5 separate regions of the Gossypium hirsutum genome follow, and all the other regions are linked to region 3. Evidence: chromatin contacts called from public Hi-C data. All regions are on one chromosome and are shown on one strand. Each heading gives the region's core, a stretch centred on a gene start, on an enhancer-like site or on the middle of the called end of the contact. The rest is flanking DNA. Distances are from core to core; before and after follow the strand shown. Region 1 has its middle 53 kb from the start of LOC121212431. Region 2 holds the start of LOC121212447 (nucleolar complex protein 3 homolog). Region 3 holds the start of LOC107894831 (22.0 kDa class IV heat shock protein). Region 4 holds the start of LOC121212431 (vesicle transport protein GOT1). Region 5 holds the start of LOC121202928 (pre-mRNA-splicing factor ATP-dependent RNA helicase DEAH7).

Region 1 (4,029 bases), core at 590-3,089, 350 kb after region 3:
CACAGTTAGAATGCCGAAAGGTATGAGAGCCTTAGCTTTCGATATGTATGGCTCTTTGACCTTACTCTCTTAGAAAAACAAATGTGGAGACTACTACTTCATAATAAGCATACCTTGTATTCTAACCTAAGAGAGTGGAGAAGCCTTTAGTTGTTAATTTGGACTAATATATTGTCGGCTTTGAATGCTTTGTCTGGTCTAATCTTTTGGGAGATTAATAATGGGGATCCTGCGGGAATTTGGGGAGAATAGTTGAGGTATGATAAATTTGGATGAGAGGCCATTGCCTCACAATAGGTGGCATTTATGAATGCACAAGTTAATGCTAATTTATCATTGAGGTTAAAAAGTATTTTTGAAAAATATTGTGAAAAAGTACTTTGAAAAAGTTTGACAGTTTTTATCATTGTTATCAAATAATATATTTGAAAAAATAAAATGTCTATTATAAACATGATATTGTAAAGTAAAAATTATGTATTTAAATTATATTTAATTTTATTAATATTATTACGAAACATATGAACTTAAATGATAATAAAATATTAAAATAATTTATTAAGTAATTATTTTTTGATATATGGAATGCATGGAATATATAAATTAGTTAGTATTATGAAATAATTAAGATTAAATTATGAAAAAAATTATAATTATTCAAATGTAAAGTGTTCTCATTTTCATGTGGTATTATATTATTACCACAATGCTAAATTATTATTTTAATATTAAAAAATATTCAATTTAGATTATAGTAAAAATATAATAAATTAATTTATAGTAACTCATTTAATATTGTGTTTCAACATGACGATGTAGTGATTTAGAATTATTATATAACTGGTATATACTTTATTAAGATAGGTTATAATTAATTTTTATTACGGTCTGATGAATTTATGTCATACGGATTATTGCGAAAATCTATTAGTAAATAGAAGAATTTGTCAAAATAATCAAACTCTTTGGGAGGAGACTTAGACACGCGCGAGTTCATTCCAACAACGGTAAGGATCACTTCTACAATGTCTAATGACCATGGGTGTCAGCGGTGTGGTGCTCCTAGTGAGATTATGGTGAATGCACTTAGGGATTGCCCAATGTCTCGAGAGACTTTGCAACTTGGAGATATTAATAATGATTTGTTCTTGTGTAATGTTTCCAAGTGCATTGATTGGATGGAGTGAACTTTGTGCATCATGGATCATGAAGCTTTTACGAGTTTCTTGATCTACGGTAACTTTGGAATGTGCGCAATGCGGAACTGATACTTGGCCTAGAACATCAAGGGGCTGGCAATCTGAATGTCGTATCCATAATTTGAGCAGACACCGTCTCTTGCCTCATAGACCGTGACTTGTTGGATGGAGAGTGCAAGAGGAATCAGCATTAAACATAAAATTTCACCAACTCACTCAGTTACATGTTTTCAACATTCTCATATAATGCAAATCTCATCTTCAATTTGTTTTTCTAACGCGGTAGTGAAAATGTGGTTAACAACTCCCAATCACCCCACCGACCACGAAAGGAAAAAAATCCAATGCGAAGGAATAAACTATAGGACAAAGTTGTAGGGCAAGTCTTGATAGTTCAGTGATCAGAAAAATATAGTTAATTGAGTCGGGGAAACCGTACTATGCCCCATCACGGACAGAATTGTTGAGTAATTATTAATTTGGAAAACAAAGGCAACAATTCGTTGTTTAAAAATGGCCCACAAATGTGTAAATGTTGACGTAGAAATGGTATCATTAATTAGGGGAAGTGTGGTCAGTCTTGGATAAAGTTAGGAAGAAGGTGGTGCCCTCCACTTGGGGTTATGGAGGCTGTGAAAGACTGCTCAGCAATCAGCATGCTTTTCTGGATTTTCTCACAGATATGGTTAGCAGTTCTATGACTATAAGCGTTGAAGTCAAAATGAATTCAATTCCACCACCCCCCCCCTTTTAATTGGCATATTGAATTATTTGGCCCTTTAACTTTACAAATTTTCATTTTAGTCCTCTATTTTATTTTTCTCTCTTTTAACTCTTTAACTTGCATTATTTATTAAATTATCTCAAAATGAATAGAAAAGTTAACGCTTGTTAGCTTTGCTGACGTAGCATTCATGTGTATGCTACTAAGCAATTAATTATTTTTTAAAATTTTTAAAAAATATTTTTGATATTTTTATAATTTTTAATAATATTAATGATTTTTAATTTTTTTAAAATTATAATTTATTTTTTAATTTAAAAAATTAATTAATTGCTGATGTGGCATACATATAGATGCCACATTAGCAAAATTAACAAACATTAATTTTTTTTCAATTCATTTTAGAGTGATTTGATAAATAACGCTAATTTAAAGGATAAAAAATACAAAAAAATTAAATAAAGTATTAAAATAATTTTTTTTTCTAAAGCTAGAGTGCCAAATAACTTTTAATTTTTATTTCGGTATTAAATATTTGGGATATGGAAATTTGAATGCTTCACAGGTTTTCATTAAAAAAAAGCGAAAAATTATATTTTATGCCTTCAAATATTTTCAGTATAGTTCTTATAAAATCTACAGTTGATAAGACTTTTAATTATTCAACATGTATCATTAACTTAATTTTCTCTACTTTTTTCAATCAATTAAATGAATATATTTATCTTAATTATTTTATTAATATTTTTCACTCTATGTCTGGTCATAATGGAGAAAAAACACACACTATTACAATGTTTAATACACGTTAGGCATTACTTTTTTTCTTTTTTAATTAAATGCATATATATATATTTTTACAATGATGTTTACAAATTAATTTATTTATGGGTAGATAAATATTCCGCCAATAGATTGCAACATGGATATCATATACATACTTCATTTAGATTATAAATTTTTTTATCTGGTTACTAAGATAATATGTTAAAGGGAAAAAGTTAGTGTACTAACTTAAGCAATAAATAGCCCATTATTTGTTAGGTGAATTGAAAAGAATGTAATAGTTATATATTACTTTCTTTGGTTAGAGTATTAAACAAGTAAGACATTGGTATTATCTTGGAAATGTCATTTTTCCCCAGATAAGACAAAAAACCAATAAATCATTTTTTGGTCCAATTAGATCACTTGGGAGTTTCTCGCATTTGACACGTTCAAATCCCCAAACAAGTGTAAGGAAAAAAATCATATCTCGTATTACAAATCAAATAATATTCATGTTGACAGTGTGCCTACCCAATTAGAAAAGGAAGAGGAAATTGAGCTATGATGCTTTCAGCTAGAGAGAATGAGAATTTTGGAACCAATATTTAAGTGGGAAGTCAAGAAATTTCACACAGATTATAAATTCATAATTTATATTTTCTTAAAAAAATTATAAGAGTGGAACCACAATGATATAAATTTAGATAGTGTCTATATATATGTGATAAAATTTAAATTAAAAAAATATTGATTGAAAATTCACATATAATTTACACAAAATAGATTAAAAATAGCCATAGTTATAAAAATATAAATGCATGATAAACCCAAATCAAAATTGGTTAATTTTTTTAAAACTGAATTTGAAAATTTTAAATAGATTAGCCATAGTTATAAAAATATAAATGCATGATGAACTTAAATCAAAATTGGTTATTTTTTTTAAATGCATAATAAACTTAAACTAAAATTGACTGACCTAAAAGACAACCAAATGAAGCAAGAAAAAAGAAAAGAAAGAAAAAGTTTTTAATATATTTTTTCTAACTACCTCATTACACATGAAAATGAAGGAAATAAAATGCCTTCTATATATATAAGAAACACGGAGGTTTTTAATAGTTTTGCCTCACATTAAATTATTTCGTTAATATATATTTATATTTTTATTAAAATATTAATAAAAAAATATATATTTTAATTAACACATTGTTACAGGTCAATTTTAGCCCAGACCAAATCAACCCAAAACAAACCCAATACCCATTAGCCCATTGCATTCTAACCCCAAATACCCATCTAAATTAACCCAACAACCCAATACAATCCAAACCTAAT
Region 2 (3,758 bases), core at 786-3,285, 290 kb before region 3:
ATTATCTATTTTTCATCATAAAACCATAATTTCGAAATTCTTTCAATTTAGTCCTTAAAGCATAAAACTTATGAATCACTTTACAATTCAATCCTTGTATCATTTTTAACTTGAATTTCTATCAATTTAGCCCTTAATTCATCATTTTATTTAACATGGACAATATCTAGAAATCTAATAACTATCAAAATATCAACTTAATTTCATCAAAACTTTGTTCTAAAACTTCTAAAACATCAAAATTAAGTAAAAAGGGCTTGATTGACTTACCTATTAAAGCTTAAAGCTTCAAACCTTAAATTTTCTCTTTTCTCCCTTTCTTTCTTTCTTTTTCTCCCCTGCTCTCTTTTTCGTTTCATTCTTTTTCTATTTCCTTTCTTTTGTTTCTTTAGTTTATATAATATAATATAATATAATATAATATAATTAAAACATAAAATATCTTTATTATATAATAATATAATAATATAATAATATACTAAACATAAAAAAAATCTTAGATTTTCTTCACGGTACACCGCCTCAATTTATACTTTTTGTATAATTTCCTTTTTAGTCCTTTTTATTTTCTTTTAATCTATAATTCAACTTTTACCCCTTATTCAATTTAGTCTTTTTTCTTAATTACTCTTAATTAAATTAAATTCACTTAATTAAACTCTAATTAACTACTCATTTTACTTCGTAAATATTTTTAATAAATATTTACGAATCCATTTTTTAGAAACGGAGACCCGAAAATATACTTTTTCGGTAACGGTAAAATTCGGGTCATTACAGTATCACACTACAAAACTGCCATGAAATTGTTGATAATAGTATTATTAAGTCTATAAAATGACCACACCTTAGATTGTTGAAAATGGTAAATTTTTTATGGAAAATTTGAAAAAGAAAATTGCATTTTTTATTTATAATTTTAATTTTTTTTTAAAATTTTCTATGATGACATATAAGATAAAATAGGACCACGTCATCAATAAAAGGCTAAGACCTTGAGGGTTATTTTACTCTGAATAGAAGAGTAAGAGTCAAATTGAGAAAAAAAAGGTAAAAGTTGAGGGTTAAATTTATTATTATATCTAATATAAATAAGCATTTAATTCACAATTTTAACTGAGGGACTATTTTGTTCATTCATTTAACATACAAGGATTATTTTGCCTATTTTTCACTAGAGGGACTAAAATGCAATCCCAAATATAAGACATTGACTGCTACAATAATTTTTACCAACAAAAATAATATAGGAAATTATGATGTAATTGTACTTTCTTAGTTAAACACATTTTGTGTTTAAACTTTAAACACAGTAAAGTAATTGAATGAAAATATAATTATAAAATAAAAATTATATTTTTTTGTAATTAAAGAAATAAAATTCTTTTCAATTGCAAAAATAAAAAATATTACCTTAATAATTAATTTTCATCCAATTAATGCAATGTCCAATCCCACCTTAAATGTAATTTATTTTCATTTTATTTTACTCATAGGTGACGTTTGGTACATTCTCATGATAATATTTTAATGCAATGTGATTTTTGGGAATATTATTACTAAAAATATAATATTACAACGTTAGTTATCTGAAGAAAGTACTAATTAAAATCCAAAAAAATTACATATGCTTTTGGTTCATTAAATTTTAATAGAATAATGTTATAATTACATATTTATTATTTTATATAAAAATTTATTAATTAAAAATTGAACTTAAAGTAAAATAATAAACTTGAGAACAGATTTATTAATTAAAAATAAAAAGGGCTTTAAACATGTAAAAAAAACTTAAAATAACATGAAAAAAAAGTTAAGAAGATAATCGAATTTAGGTCAAAAAAAAAAAAACATCAACGTTTAATCATCGAGAATGAAGAAAGCATTTTTCAAAAGCAAGTTTGACAGGAAGAGCTTTCTAAATATTGATAAATTCAGTTTATTTTCCCTAATTTATAAATTTACTTTTATATAAATATAAATATATTTACTAATAAATAAGATATCCCTTTTTTAAAAGGTTGGTTTTATTGAAGACCGAGATATTAGCTGCAAGCCCGACCCGACCAGATTGGACGTGGGCTAAAGTTTCCAAACAGGGATAAACCCTAAACCCTAGCATCCCTCTCCTTGCTGCAGATATAAATTTCGTATGTGTATCTAATTCAGAAATTAAAAATAATAATAATAAAATTGCCATGGGGAAGGGGAAGGGCAAGCAGCGGAAGCAGATAATTCTGCCCCCGGAACTCCCACCAGAAATAGCAGATGATGATATTGAAGTCTCTGACGAGGACCTTAAATTCGTGGATGAAAACAAAGACTACGCTGGCTTCGTCTCTCGCTTGGACACTCATTCTATTAACAAGTCCATTTCTTCTCTTTTTCCTCAATTTTCAAATTCGACTTCTATTTTTAGTTATAAAAATAAAATCATTTGTTATTTGTTGATTTAATTTCTGTTTTGGTTATACATGCTTTGATTTGATATTTGGATAGTGGAAATTAGTTAAAATTTAAAAACGGCATTCGACTGTGGCAACTTGAAATGGGAATTAGATATTTCCATTGAACTTTGTTTTGTGGATTGTTTTGTGGATAGGCAAGTCACTCGGGTGGAGGGTGTGAATGAAGATGCTTTGGAGGCTTTGTATGAGAAGCGACGAAGGAAGACATTGGAGCACAAAGAGAATGAGAAAAGTGTTGTTCAAGTTGATCCTGTTGATGCCCTTCCTGTCAAGAGTTTGGATGGAGAAGTCTACTACCGTACATGTATCTTATTCTTTTCTTGGAAAAAAATGGAAAAAAAAGTTATTTTACTTTCTTTCAGTGCTAAAGAAAGTGTCTTCATTTATGGAAGAGAATGAAATGGTTTATGCTGTTATATAATGCAGTTTCCCAGACAGCAGAAGTGACTGAAAATGAAGGAGACATTGATAAGAGCGTAGTTAAGCTGACGAAAGCTGAAAGGAGAGCAAAGCTTAAAAAAACTAAGAAAGAGGCCAAGAAAATGGGGAAGGAATTGGCTAAAACTGAAGAAGTGCAACCAACTCAACAAGAAGCTGCACTAGTATGTTGTTAGATTGCTCTTCTATGTATCTTTCAATTTAAACAAAAAACTATGAATATTAGATTTTACACTAATGTCTTAGACAATATTGGTGATCTTTCTTAGAGAACGTCTAGGAGTCAAATGGTCCAATATATATTCAATATTCTAAGAGTGCTTGTCTTTTAGGCAGAGGTAAAAGAAGACCTCACGGCTGAGGAAGCATTTGAAGCCAAAAAGCGTAAGCTAGCTGAGCTTGGAATGGCACTACTTGCAGACCCAGAGGCAAACATTAAGTCTCTGAAAGAGATGTTGCAATTTGCCAAAGATGGTGATCACTCAATTCTAAAGCTTGGACTGCTGTCCTTGTTGGCTGTCTTCAAAGACATTATTCCAGGGTACCTATAGTTTTTTTCCTTCTCTACTGCCCCTTAATTACTACTTTTAATTAATCTTCCTGTTCACTGCATTATATTTATATTTTTACTCAACTTTTGAATGTGCTAAATACAGCTATCGGATTAGGCTACCTACTGAAAAAGAGCTAGAAATGAAAGTTTCCAAGGAAGTTAAGAAAATGCGATTCTATGAATCAACACTTCTTTCTGCTTACAAGGTTTGAACTGCTAACTTTATATGATCAGTTCTTGAGTGGAGTTTGCATGTTGTGGGTATTCAGCAGAATTAAACAGGGTTTTCTACCATCTTT
Region 3 (3,956 bases), core at 1,324-3,823:
ATCAAAGTTAATGGTGATGCTGCTACTAAAACCTGAAAAATATTGTAGGTATACTACGCCAGAAAGATTATAGAAGGTACCAAGCAAAGTGATTGAAGTCATAGTCATAAAGAATGAAACAAATGAATGCGGAAGCAGATCATAAAGTTTGTTAAAGTCAAGGATTTGACTTAGGGCTCTAGACGTTCGGAAAGAAGCTTGAATTTTTGAAACAATCTGAAACGCAATCAAATCCAAGTTAGATAAAACAATTAAAATAAATAACTAAGATAATTAAAATAGAATAATCAATCTACAATTAGTATAATAAGAAAGAAAATAAATAATATAGATGGAAATATAGAACGTGGTATGTAGAAGTCCTAAGAGGCCTTAGAAATATGAAGAATCTACAACCCTCTTCAAGTGGTTCTAATTTCCCCTTCAAGAAAGAAAACTTGATAAGAAAAGGTTGAAAATGATCCCCATAATTTATAAAGATTGTTAAAACTCTTCTGAAAGAAACTTAAGAGAAATTCTTAAAAAAAAAACTCAAAGAGAATTTATAAACTCAAAAGAGAAGTTGAATGATAATGAAATTAAATAAATCTAAATAAAACTATTAACTATACTAGAACTTTGATTTAATCTAAATAAGAAGTAGTTTTAAACTAAACTTTTTTATTAACATAAAACTCCTAAATAACTTAAAATACTTAATAATTATAAAAATTTAGAATAAAATAATAATAAAATAGTAAGAGTAGATAAATATAATATTGGGCTCATATATAATAAAAATTAGGCCTAAACCTGGAACCCAATATAATTTAAAATCGAATTGAAAGCTTGAAATTCGTAATTCCCATCATAATCCTGTTCAAAAATTCTGCTCTCGCAGTCTTCACTAAAACGGTCATAACTTGAGATCTCGAAATCAAAATCGAATGATTAGAAATGTGTTTCGAAGCTAAGAGATAGACCTTCAAATGCCATGCAGACATCTTAACCTAGAAATGTCATGATTCCATCCAAAAAGTTATCGCAAGTCTACTGATTTTTCAAACTTGAAAATTGACAACTTTTGTGATTAGAATTTAATAAATTTCACCCATTCGTGCAAGTGCATATATGATGTAGCTTTTAAGGCTTAGTGCCAATTTGATAATGAGTTGCTACTGGAGAAATGTGATATTTGAGTCAGATAATAATGTTGTAATTAATACCCTCACAGACCCTTACAAATCCCCCCGGGGGATTAAAGTTGCTGCGGATGACATTTTATCTATTATTTCTTATTGCTCCTTTGTCCATTTTAGTCACTCGTTTGGGAAATGTAATTGTGTGGCAGATTAGGTTGCAAGGAGCATGACTAGAGATAACCTACTTGGCAAGTTATAATCCCTGCAGGCATTGGAAATTTTGCTGTTATTTTCTTTTGAAAATAATTTTTTAATTAAAAATGTTATCGTAAAGATAGGATTTAAAAGTAGTAAACGAAACACGAAAAAGTGAGTGTCAGGTGAACATGTGAAAAAAATATGGGAGACAAAAAGTAAATCTTTAGATATCTAATTGTCAATTACAAAGTGAGAAGCAATGGCGACTGAGGGTAGTAACTATTCATAATGTCTATTAGAGTATAGACTCTGTTAGTCTGTTACTAATTTGTTATACTCGTATGACTGACTGTTATGACTAACTGTTGCTAACCACTTACTAACAATATTCCAGCCTGTATAACAAATTAGTAACAGACTAACAGGATTTATAATCTAATAATGTCTGTCAATGCTTCATGCTGCCTTCTCAAGCAAACACAACATAACATTTTACTACTAAGCCAAGAACGTGTTAATCTTTCTATGGAACTGTATTGTTCTATTTTTTACAAAACCATATTTATTTGGCTCAACTTAAGTTGGAGCTATCAAGCAAAAAGATGTAAAATAATTCATTCTTTACATTAAATTGAACTTTAAAATGAAACTCATTCTTAAATTTTAAGTTGAACTTTACAGTTTACACAAATATGAAACCGCTGAATATTTTCTTGGGAAAGCCATTATTGATGTGGTGCAACCAGGCTTTGGCTAAAGCATTGCAAAGGACACCATGGTCCATGACTGATTGATGTGTTCCTTGCAGTTTTTCCAACATGTCAAAACTCTTAACCACAAAACACTGTTTGTTAAAATGTTCTAATATCCATATATGATCATTTATAGAAATAAGAAACACGTCAAGCAAAAGCCAGTATTGCAGGTTCTAGTAAGTAGTTCTTAGGCTTGTCCTCACCTTGCCTTCAAATGAATAGCAGGCAATTAGTCCCGGAAAGCATAAGGCCTTCGATGTTGATCCAAACTAGTTTTAATGCTAAGCCCACAGAAAGCTTGCCTTATGATAATCCAAACTTGGGACCTATCTTCCCTCCAGTCCAAAAGGAAGGGCTATATCTTTTTGCTAAAACCATATAATATAATAATACAAACAAAAGAAATATTAAATCCGACTAGACTAGGGCTGTGGAGGAAACTTGGAATAGATCCAATAGACAAAGGTAATTAGACATGAAAGACTCTAGAACCTAGCCTATCGGCTGCTCTTTTTTCGATTCGCACTGTGCTGCTGAGTTTAGTTATCGCTAGAATCTTCCCAGCTTCTTACAAATTAATTACATTATCAGAAATTTCAAGAATTTCACTACTTTTATCCACATATAAATATCCCCTCAAATCTTCTTACAATGGCAATAGAATTTAACATTGAAGTAGCGTTCCCTTTAAGTCACTAGTTCCAGACTTCCAATTCAAGAAATCTAGTTCACTCTTACTCAGCATATATACACAATGAGGCTCTTGCTGTTGCTCTTGGCGTGTTATGTTGGCCTATGCAATGGATCGAGTTTGCTGCCATTCATGGATCCAGGGAGTGGCAGTCTGTTATTGCCTGATCCGTCCCGAGTGTTAGAGCAAATCCCACTTACCCTGGAGAGGGACGAGAGCTTGGCACTGTCTCCAGCCAGGGTGGACTGGAAGGCAACAGCGGAGGGGCATAGGATAATGTTGGATGTGCCGGGGTTGAAGAAGGAAGAGCTGAAGATCGAAGTGGAAGAGAACCGTGTGCTGAGGGTGAGCGGGGAAAGGAAGAGAGAGGAAGAGAAGAAGGGCGATCATTGGCACAGGGTAGAACGCTCCTATGGCAAGTTTTGGAGACAATTTAGGCTGCCTGAGAACGTAGACTTGGACACTGTAAAGGCTAAGCTTGAAAATGGGGTGCTTACTTTGTCATTGGCCAAGTTGTCTCCCGATAAGATTAAGGGTCCGAGGGTTGTCCACATTGCTTGGTGAGGCTAACTAAGCACCCAAGCTTCAGGGTAAGGATGCCAAGCAGGGGCTTTAGACCCATCCTTGAATTGTTTTTCATGGCTTTCAAAACTTTTTCCAGCCTGTTTATGTAGATGAATATATATGAGAAAATAATTACTAAAATTGAATAAAAATATTATCAAAATTATAATGTAACGTAATGCAATGTAAGATATTGGTGTACCTAAAATTTGATTTTCACGATGCTATTATGTTTTCCTAACGAATCATCTTTGTCTGCTCCTCTCTCTCAAGGTTTGTTTTGTTAAATGTGTTTAAAGATATTTCAACCTCGATATGCTACACGAAGGCAGAATCATTTTCATTTATATAATTTATAATATTAACTTTCAGAAATTTAAAAATTAATTTATTTATTTGAGGATGTGCTTGGATAGGAGATTTAAAAAATAAAATTTATTTATACTTAAGTTTTAAAAATTTTAAAAAAGAATTTATTTATTTAGATAAATATAAGAGAGAATTTTAAAATTTGTGAGGAATTGAAGAGATTTGAGTAGTTTAATTTTTTTAAAATTTTATTCAAAGTGTTTTTTTTAATTTCTCATGATTTTAATTTATTTAAAGCACACAATTTCATTATAAAAT
Region 4 (3,932 bases), core at 901-3,400, 400 kb after region 3:
TATTAAATCAAGGTAATGAAAATTTCATATAGACCTGAAGAGTACAACGAATCCATATGTCTCCAATATCATGCCAAATATGGGCCATCCAACGACAACGAAAAAGAAGCCAACACCAAAAGAAATTGTTCCCTGTATTTAGCATCAACATATCATAAAGAAAACGAACGATGCATTTATAACGTCAGAGTTTAGGTATGTGAGTTTTTGTGTGAGTGAGTGTGGAGAATAAATAAAACCTTAAAATTTTGAGGTTTCATAAAAAATTGCATGGTGGACTTCAGACCAATGGTTAAGGTCACTCCTGATATGAAAAGGATCTGATTAACAGAAAAAAGAAGGTAGTGTTAATCAAGTATGATTCAACAGGGAAAATGAAAATAATTGTGCAAAGAGGACAAAAAGATAATAAAAGTTAGCTTACATTTCCCATGGCAAGCAATCCCTTGTCGAAAAAGAAGATAATTCCCAAAAATGAGAAAAATATGCCAAATCCCGTTAATCCGAGCCCAATTTCTGTTTTTCATAATGTCAGATATTAGTAAAAATGAAAGTTAAACCAAATGATAAGTGCATATAAGGTTTCCCTTTTTCCGTCAAAATAATGATGACAAACGAAGTCATAAGTCCCCAATTAGCTAAGTTCATGTGAATCAAATGCTAGACAGTAGCAACGCACTCCTACTCACCTCCAATCAATATCAATGACAACAATCCATGTAACAGAACAAATAGTTGGCTCAGATCACAGGTTTAGACCTAAACTAAAAAGATTAGATTCTAGTAAAATAAGAGTTAACAAAATTGTCCATATCACATATAGCTAAGGTGTTGGTAAAAGTCTTACCACCAAATAATCTAATAAATTATTTACATATTGTAAGATATTCTGCAATACTCCTATGAAATTGCAATAACCCTAAACTGTTTCCATTAGCATTTGTATACAAAATCCACATGTAAGAGGGTTCGTCATTTTGTTCAACTTAAACAACACCATCATAAGCAACTCCAAGAAGGTGTGGTGCACACGCTTCACCAAGCATAAATGCATGCATAAATAAATTTAACAATGAGAACTACATCCTATTGAACTATCCTATATATTTGAACTTTGAATAATAAGGGGTGTACATATCAATTAGAAATCCTTCACCATCTACGCACATCAAATGTGATCAACGGAGCTCCACTAGTAAATCATTTTGGAGTTTGACTAACATCAATTTATTAGAATTACCAGTTAATATATGTTTCTTAATAAAGCAGCATAACTTACCAAACAACTCCGAATAGCTTACTAAAATATTTGTTCGGATAATAAATAATAAAAAATATTCTTTCTAAGGAAATATATTCGACTGACTTTGCCATAATAATTTAACGTCTAATATAAATTAGCACATCAAATCATTCCCAGATTGCCTCAACGTAAAATAACATGGACACTTCAAAGACTTTCCTAACTTAACAGCAGTTACAAAATTTTACCAACATGCATAATAATAAATAAAAATCCCAAGATAAACGATGAACCAAGTCCAGAGATCTGAATTTCACAAAAATTTCTAGGGATTGCACAATGCATATTTCAAGCATCAAACCTCCATCGGAAAAAAAAAGTATCACACCGAACAGAAGTTTCACAAAATCACAGATTCATAGATGCGTTAATTGAATGAAAAGAAGCACAGAAAGCACAGAAAATGGAAGATAAAAGCTCACTTTTTCGATCATTCATTTCAAAGGAAACCATTTGGCTGATTCTTCAGATACCTGTTACTTTCAAAAAGCAAAACAAATAAGAAACGGAATCATGTGAGAGAATCAGGGGAAAAAAGGAGAAAACAGAATTTAATAATTAAATACAGATCTAATAGAGTACAGACTCCACATAAAAAAGAAGAAAAACAAATCTTAAATAAAAAATCCCGCTTGTTTACAGAGAGGAAAAAGAAGTAATTTCTCGGTAATCAAACAGAGAAAGAAAAGAAACAACTACCTGAAAGTGATTGAGAAATTCAGAAATGGGAAGCGAGCGAGCGAAAGAGGGAGCCGCGAGTTAATGTAAATAAAACAAGTTGAAAAAATACTTGAGATAACAAAAATATATAAAATTTTAAAAATTTTTATTTAGCATCTCTGTTTACATGAGAAGTAACTGAAATGACATAAAACTCCTCATCATCAACTTATATTTTCCAAAAGCAGTCCATCAAAAGAGGCAATGTAAAGTTTATGTGACCACTTGTAGTAGCAGAAGCAGAAGCTTTTCCATTGCTGCATTGCTAAAAAATGCACATTCTGGTATTAAAATATTGTAACTGAATATTATATATTATATTAATTGAAATTATATAATATATTAATTTCGTTTATTGACAACCGGAATCCGAATTAACCTTAATAATCAAGATAATGAAAACTTAGAAAAAGCGTGGATTAATTCAGATTGGACCGACTTTGGGTAATTCCTAGTAAAAGTATCTCCTCCGTCTGGTGGTGGATCTTCTCAAAGTCCGCTTGATGAGTCCTTAGTTTAGAACAAGGTAGCTGCTAATGCTTCCAATCTATTAATTATGATATCATTTATAATTAACCTCTCATTGTTGAGTCCAGAAATACTCATTACTGTGTTGCTATCTGATATTACAACATCTCTCCTCTATAAAACATCTCGTGTTTTTTGTTGCTTACTCTCCTTTTTAGCTAAGCCTGTAAGGACTGATTTTCTATCAAATTAATTAATATATAGTCGTCAACACCAATCTGCATTTGCAATAAATCCAAGGAGTGAAGACCTTCTATACATCATTCATGAGAAAAGCAATAAACGATGTGTTTTTACACTGAAAAGCATTGCGGTGTCGGCGAGGGAAGCATCATCAATGGCTTTGTAGTTCCATTAAAAGAGAACCACAAGCTGTTGTTGACGAGAGTGCTTCTCCCACAGTACAACACCAGTAGCTTGCAAGTTTGCAAGTTCAGCATAAGCAGCTGGCTTATTGCATTTCTCAGTTTGTACTTGGGGAAGTGGTGGTTAGGGAGATTCTAAGATATTGGCCAGTTACTAATTGTCAAAAAGAAATTATAGTTATAGGAGAACAGGATGAGGTGGTGGAGAATATGGATCCAGATCAGGCCCCTCTGCACCCAAATAACAAGGTGTTCCAACAGTTAACACAAAATGTGAAGGCCATGGATCCAACTCTATACTACAGGTGCCTTACAGAAATGGGTCATCGGGAATCAGAAGAAATCAAGAGGAAACAGAAATAGTGACAATTTATGCACATCAATAATAAGCTCTTCCATTCAACAATATATGCATGTCTTGTTCTCATTGAACTGAAGTGCAAGGCGTCGTATTTTGTGCTGCCACTAACTTCAGCAATTAGAAAACATGAAACCTTAGTGACGACAACTAAGAAAGTGGCTATGAATTATGAGACTCGTGACATTGATGGAACAGAATGCCAAGATTCTGGCAGTGTTCAAATTTCAAAAGTTAAAAAGGAAAATGAGGGGACTGTCGGGTTTGTTGTGATGGGGCAAAAACCAAACAATTCTATGGCCAGTCCACTAACGAGCACTTTTCTTTGGGCTTACAAAAGTCGTGTTGGGTCGCAAAGTCTGTTACTAAATCCAAATTTGACTTTAATACAAGCCATGTTTGATGTTTTGGGATATTTGGGTATATCTAAGCGCCCATGTTTGTGTGGAGTGGACGAGGCTGCTACTAGAAAAGAGAAGGTTAGCAGCTCCCTTATATGAATCTTGGACTGATGAGAAGGTGGGGGCTAAGAGTGGCTCTCAGCCTCACCGGGGTTACTATTGTTGTGGGTTTGGGAATTCATACACCATTTATAATCTTTCTTTGTCAGGAGCAAATTTCTGTTACGGATTTTCTGATGATACGAAAGCTATTAGTT
Region 5 (3,795 bases), core at 539-3,038, 440 kb before region 3:
GGGCTTGTTAAAACAAGGGATTACTAGTGAAAAAGGTATATACTATCAGAATCACCATGTTTGACCCCTGCCCCCACTAAAAATAAAAAAACAAAAAAATTCCGCCAGACCCCAACCTTTTCTTCCACACTAAAGGCAAATGACGAACACTAAACACAAGGTTAAGAAAGCGTGAGTTGAAAATCCATCTTAATTCTTAAATCTTAAATGTCAAAACTGGTCATCAGCATGCAAACGACTTGGCTGTATAACTTCCGCAATAAGTTATGCTGTCATCATACTATGCCTCAAATCAAATATATAGGTTACCCATCCACAGAGAGAAATGCATGTATAGGCATAAATAACATCATCTCCTTCTGCCAAATACATTAGACAGTTTGTGGAGAGGAGAGACCAAAAAACAATCATTAATTGTAAGAACAGATTACGCCTGGCCTATATGCTTCTATGCCACCTTAACTAGAAACTATTTCACAGGATTGATTGCCAAATACTCAAGCATGCACTTAAACATCAAGTTTTGAACCAAAAAAATTGGAGCCAAGGGAATAGGAACAATAAATCTTCTCATTATCAGCATATGATGATTTAGTTATGTTGCTGCTTACTATAAAAGTTTTACATTTAAAAAAGAAAAAACGGTTTCTTAATTAAAAACCATTACTAAGCTTATTAAAGACAAAATAAAAATAAAAAGCTTACCAGAATTAGTTGTTTCACTAGCTGTCTTATCACGATAGCGTCTGTTAGTGTGGCTTCGGCTGCCATTTGTAACAGTACTCCTAGTTTCTTCAACTCCAGAAGATTCAAACCCCTCATCCACATCAACAGATGCCGCAATGCAGGTTATTTTTTCTTTTGGAACCTTGAATCCATCATCAACTTTAGGATTTCCTTGCTTCTCTCTAGCACCAACGTCCAAACCTAATAACTTAAAAAAATTCAATCAACAAACAGAAGGCGAATTGGAGGCAGAAATACCTTAAAGAAACATTCAACTGCATGCTGTAATGGTATCCATAGGAAGAAGAAAACGGTAAGGTATTACAGATAATTTAAAATGTAAAAGTGCCAAGCAAATTTGGGCAACAGAACTAAAATGTCATTACTTTTTTTTTCTCTTTTTTTAGACAAAGAGAGAATTGAATAGAATCATGGGTCATGGTAAGATATCAGAGAAAACAGAGCGGTGAAAGTACTCTCAAGAACAAAACCATCAGAACAGACCGTACACGGAGGAGCAATTATTACTATGAAAGCTGAATAAGAGCACAAAAAACACTACTTTAAAGACAGTTTGCTATCCAAAGTCACAGAAAACATAGCTAAGTAGAAGAAAACCAAAAGAATCAGGTCATCTAAAAATTTCACCCCCAAACCCTAAATTGATACTTGCACATGAACAAGATTTTGAAAGTGAAGCGGCAAGACTACTAGCAAACTTACTCATAGTTAATCTATACAATAAGGTTGAGATGAATGATATATCCTTCGTTTCCCGAACTCAGCAATTTGGGATGCAGTACCCAACACGATCCGACAGGGATTCCAACACGGGATACGGGTCAGATCCGGAAAAAAACAGCGGACACGGCGGTGTGGGAGAACTGAGATGAGAAGAGAAGAAAAGGAACAAAAAAAAATTGATTTGCCGAGACGAGATGGAGATGGACGATGGTAGGATGAAGATGACGATAGAAGAAGGGAAAAGACTTTAAATAATTGAAAAAAAGAACTTCCCGTGTAATGAATGCAGTACCCTATATTTGTATTTGGTTTAAATATGTGAGAGGTGCCTATACTCTTTTGAAATTTAAAAGGACGTCTCTACATTTTAGTTTTGAGATATTAAATTTTTTATTTTTTTAATTTAAAAAACTTTATTTCTTTATCTAATTTTGCGGTTAAATTATTAATGTAGCAATTAAAAAATGGTAAAATAATTTTGTAGTCTTCAAAGTTTATAATTTTTATTAATTTGGTTTTATAATTTTTACTAATTTAGTCGTTATTTTTTAAAAGTATATAAATATTATAAAAAAATTTTAAAGTTCAAAAAAATTAAAATCTTTTAAAATTCATTTTAAAATTTTATATCATGAAGAATATAAAAATTTTCAAAATTTAGAAAAATATATATTATTTACTCTTTAAATAATAATTAGAAATGTTCACTAGTAGTAGAACCCACCTAGCCCAAAATAGGGTTAGGCTTAGATTTATATTTTTTAACCTTAGGCTAGCCGAACTCAGCTTGTTTTACCATTTAAAATAATAAAAATGTAAACAAGTTATATTGATATTTTTTTAATAATTAAATTTAAATATAATTTTTTTATTGTTTTTAAACAATGAAATGAGTGATTCAAGTAAAGCGAGCTTGAAGTTGGAAAAGTTTTTGAAATTAGGCATTGGCATAACCTGGTCTGGCTTGGCCCACTAATATTTTTAATGGTAATAAAACTTTTGCAAAGTTTGAGCTATTCAATCAATTCTTATTCGATCACGGCGAGGGGCAAGGCAAAATAGAAAAACTCACATTGGGTTTAAGCATATTCAGGCTTGAACTGATACTTCCAACACGTCAAGGTGACACTCTACCGCTGAGTTATCTCCTTTTCCCACCCTCATCAAGAAATAGAACTGACTAATCCTAAGCCAAAGGATTAGGTAACTCAACAATGCTACTACTATTGAACAACTTGGCACAACTGGGGTATCCTAGATGTAATACCTCCTACCAGTATTCATTGCCAGAATAGGGTATGAGGCATTGCCGGAGTTTACAAATTAATTTTTTTACTCAATATAGCCCCTTTATAAATATTTAACCTTCCCTGCAATATTAAACCGAGACTAATCCACATCAACCAATCCAATTCAACATATTTTCAAGATAGATTCATGCATTTTTATAAGATAACCTCATCACATACCAAAACCAAGATTTGTTAGCCATACCAATAGCTGACCTTACATTCATATCACATTAACATTTACTTTATTAGCTTATACATGCCATTGATTTCCAAAATAAAGTTTCTTGATATACCAAAATCTTGAAGTTGATAGTGTGATGTGTCTCCGACCAAGTCCGACCTCCGAGCTCTTAACACTACAAAACAGGGAAAAAGGAAATAGGGTAAGCACTTTGTGCTTAATAAGCTCATGTAACAAGAATTATACTTACCTAATATTTTCAATACAGTGAAATAAACATTCATATATCCATTCAATGCATTATTACCCTAACATGCACAAACTCAACATTCAAGTTAGTACAATGATTTCCATGTGTCAATAATATATATACCATGATTGATGAGCTCATCAATACCATGATTTCCATTCCCTTATTATTTTTCCATATTTATCCCATTGAAGTTCTTGGAATTTTCGATGGATTTTCAGAGGTACACTTTTAGTGTACATTTCCGGGTCCGTCAATTCATATACATGTGAGCACAGTTCCATTTCAGAGAGCACACTTCCGCGAACCTCATCCTTACAGTGGGATTACCAATCCAGGCTAAATCTCTTATAATATAAACTCATAGAGTATTGTCGGAATTACCAGTCCAGGCTAAATCCCCTACAACGACAATTACTCTAATGAGCTTGGATCTGAATTACCAGTCTAGGCTAAATTCAGACCCTAATTCGGATTACCCGTCCGGGCTAAATCCATTTTACACATATTCTTCGGGAGGGCTATATCAGGATAGGATCACCCGTCCGGGCTAGATCCTTTTTACCGTCAATTCCTTTTTAGAGATCCATCGAATTTTCCTT

Evidence for each region. A called contact is a pair of places that touch in the nucleus more often than the background predicts.
Region 1: a contact with region 3 is called in a Hi-C map of leaf, with 5 times the contacts expected there. The contact joins the enhancer-like site here to the promoter of LOC107894831 in region 3. A contact is called at or near these places in 10 of 34 Hi-C or Micro-C datasets (anther, callus, hypocotyl and 1 more).
Region 2: a contact with region 3 is called in a Hi-C map of leaf, with 2.8 times the contacts expected there. The contact joins the promoter of LOC121212447 here to the promoter of LOC107894831 in region 3. A contact is called at or near these places in 22 of 34 Hi-C or Micro-C datasets (anther, callus, hypocotyl and 4 more).
Region 4: a Hi-C map of leaf shows a contact between it and region 3, with 5 times the contacts expected there. The contact joins the promoter of LOC121212431 here to the promoter of LOC107894831 in region 3. A contact is called at or near these places in 18 of 34 Hi-C or Micro-C datasets (anther, callus, fibers and 3 more).
Region 5: a contact with region 3 is called in a Hi-C map of leaf, with 2.4 times the contacts expected there. The contact joins the promoter of LOC121202928 here to the promoter of LOC107894831 in region 3. A contact is called at or near these places in 7 of 34 Hi-C or Micro-C datasets (leaf, petal and seedling).

Annotation. Positions count from the first base shown.
Region 1 is chrA13:87,924,336-87,928,364 of Gossypium_hirsutum_v2.1, reverse strand. No RefSeq gene overlaps it. Among protein-coding and RNA genes, the nearest start is that of LOC121212431, 53 kb to the right of the region's middle. Within about 2 kb of position 1,839, at least 2 of the 9 cell types and tissues checked have an H3K27ac peak or open chromatin away from gene starts, as enhancers often do. A contact at or near this core is called in hypocotyl and leaf, where this site is marked.
Region 2 is chrA13:88,568,491-88,572,248 of Gossypium_hirsutum_v2.1, reverse strand. LOC121212447 (nucleolar complex protein 3 homolog) reads left to right here and starts at 2,035. Exons shown (of 13, transcript XM_041085141.1): 1 at 2,035-2,368; 2 at 2,603-2,772; 3 at 2,895-3,070; 4 at 3,239-3,447; 5 at 3,563-3,665. The coding sequence starts at 2,199.
Region 3 is chrA13:88,276,459-88,280,414 of Gossypium_hirsutum_v2.1, reverse strand. LOC107894831 (22.0 kDa class IV heat shock protein) reads left to right here and starts at 2,573. Exons shown (of 1, transcript XM_016820029.2): 1 at 2,573-3,536. The coding sequence starts at 2,829. The coding sequence ends at 3,329.
Region 4 is chrA13:87,871,872-87,875,803 of Gossypium_hirsutum_v2.1, reverse strand. It overlaps LOC121212431 (vesicle transport protein GOT1), which reads right to left and starts at 2,150. Exons shown (of 7, transcript XM_041085043.1): 1 at 2,003-2,150; 2 at 1,726-1,776; 3 at 425-516; 4 at 240-320; 5 at 35-132. The coding sequence starts at 1,756.
Region 5 is chrA13:88,718,172-88,721,966 of Gossypium_hirsutum_v2.1, reverse strand. LOC121202928 (pre-mRNA-splicing factor ATP-dependent RNA helicase DEAH7) reads right to left here and starts at 1,788. Exons shown (of 15, transcript XM_041085144.1): 1 at 1,450-1,788; 2 at 706-927. The coding sequence starts at 1,453.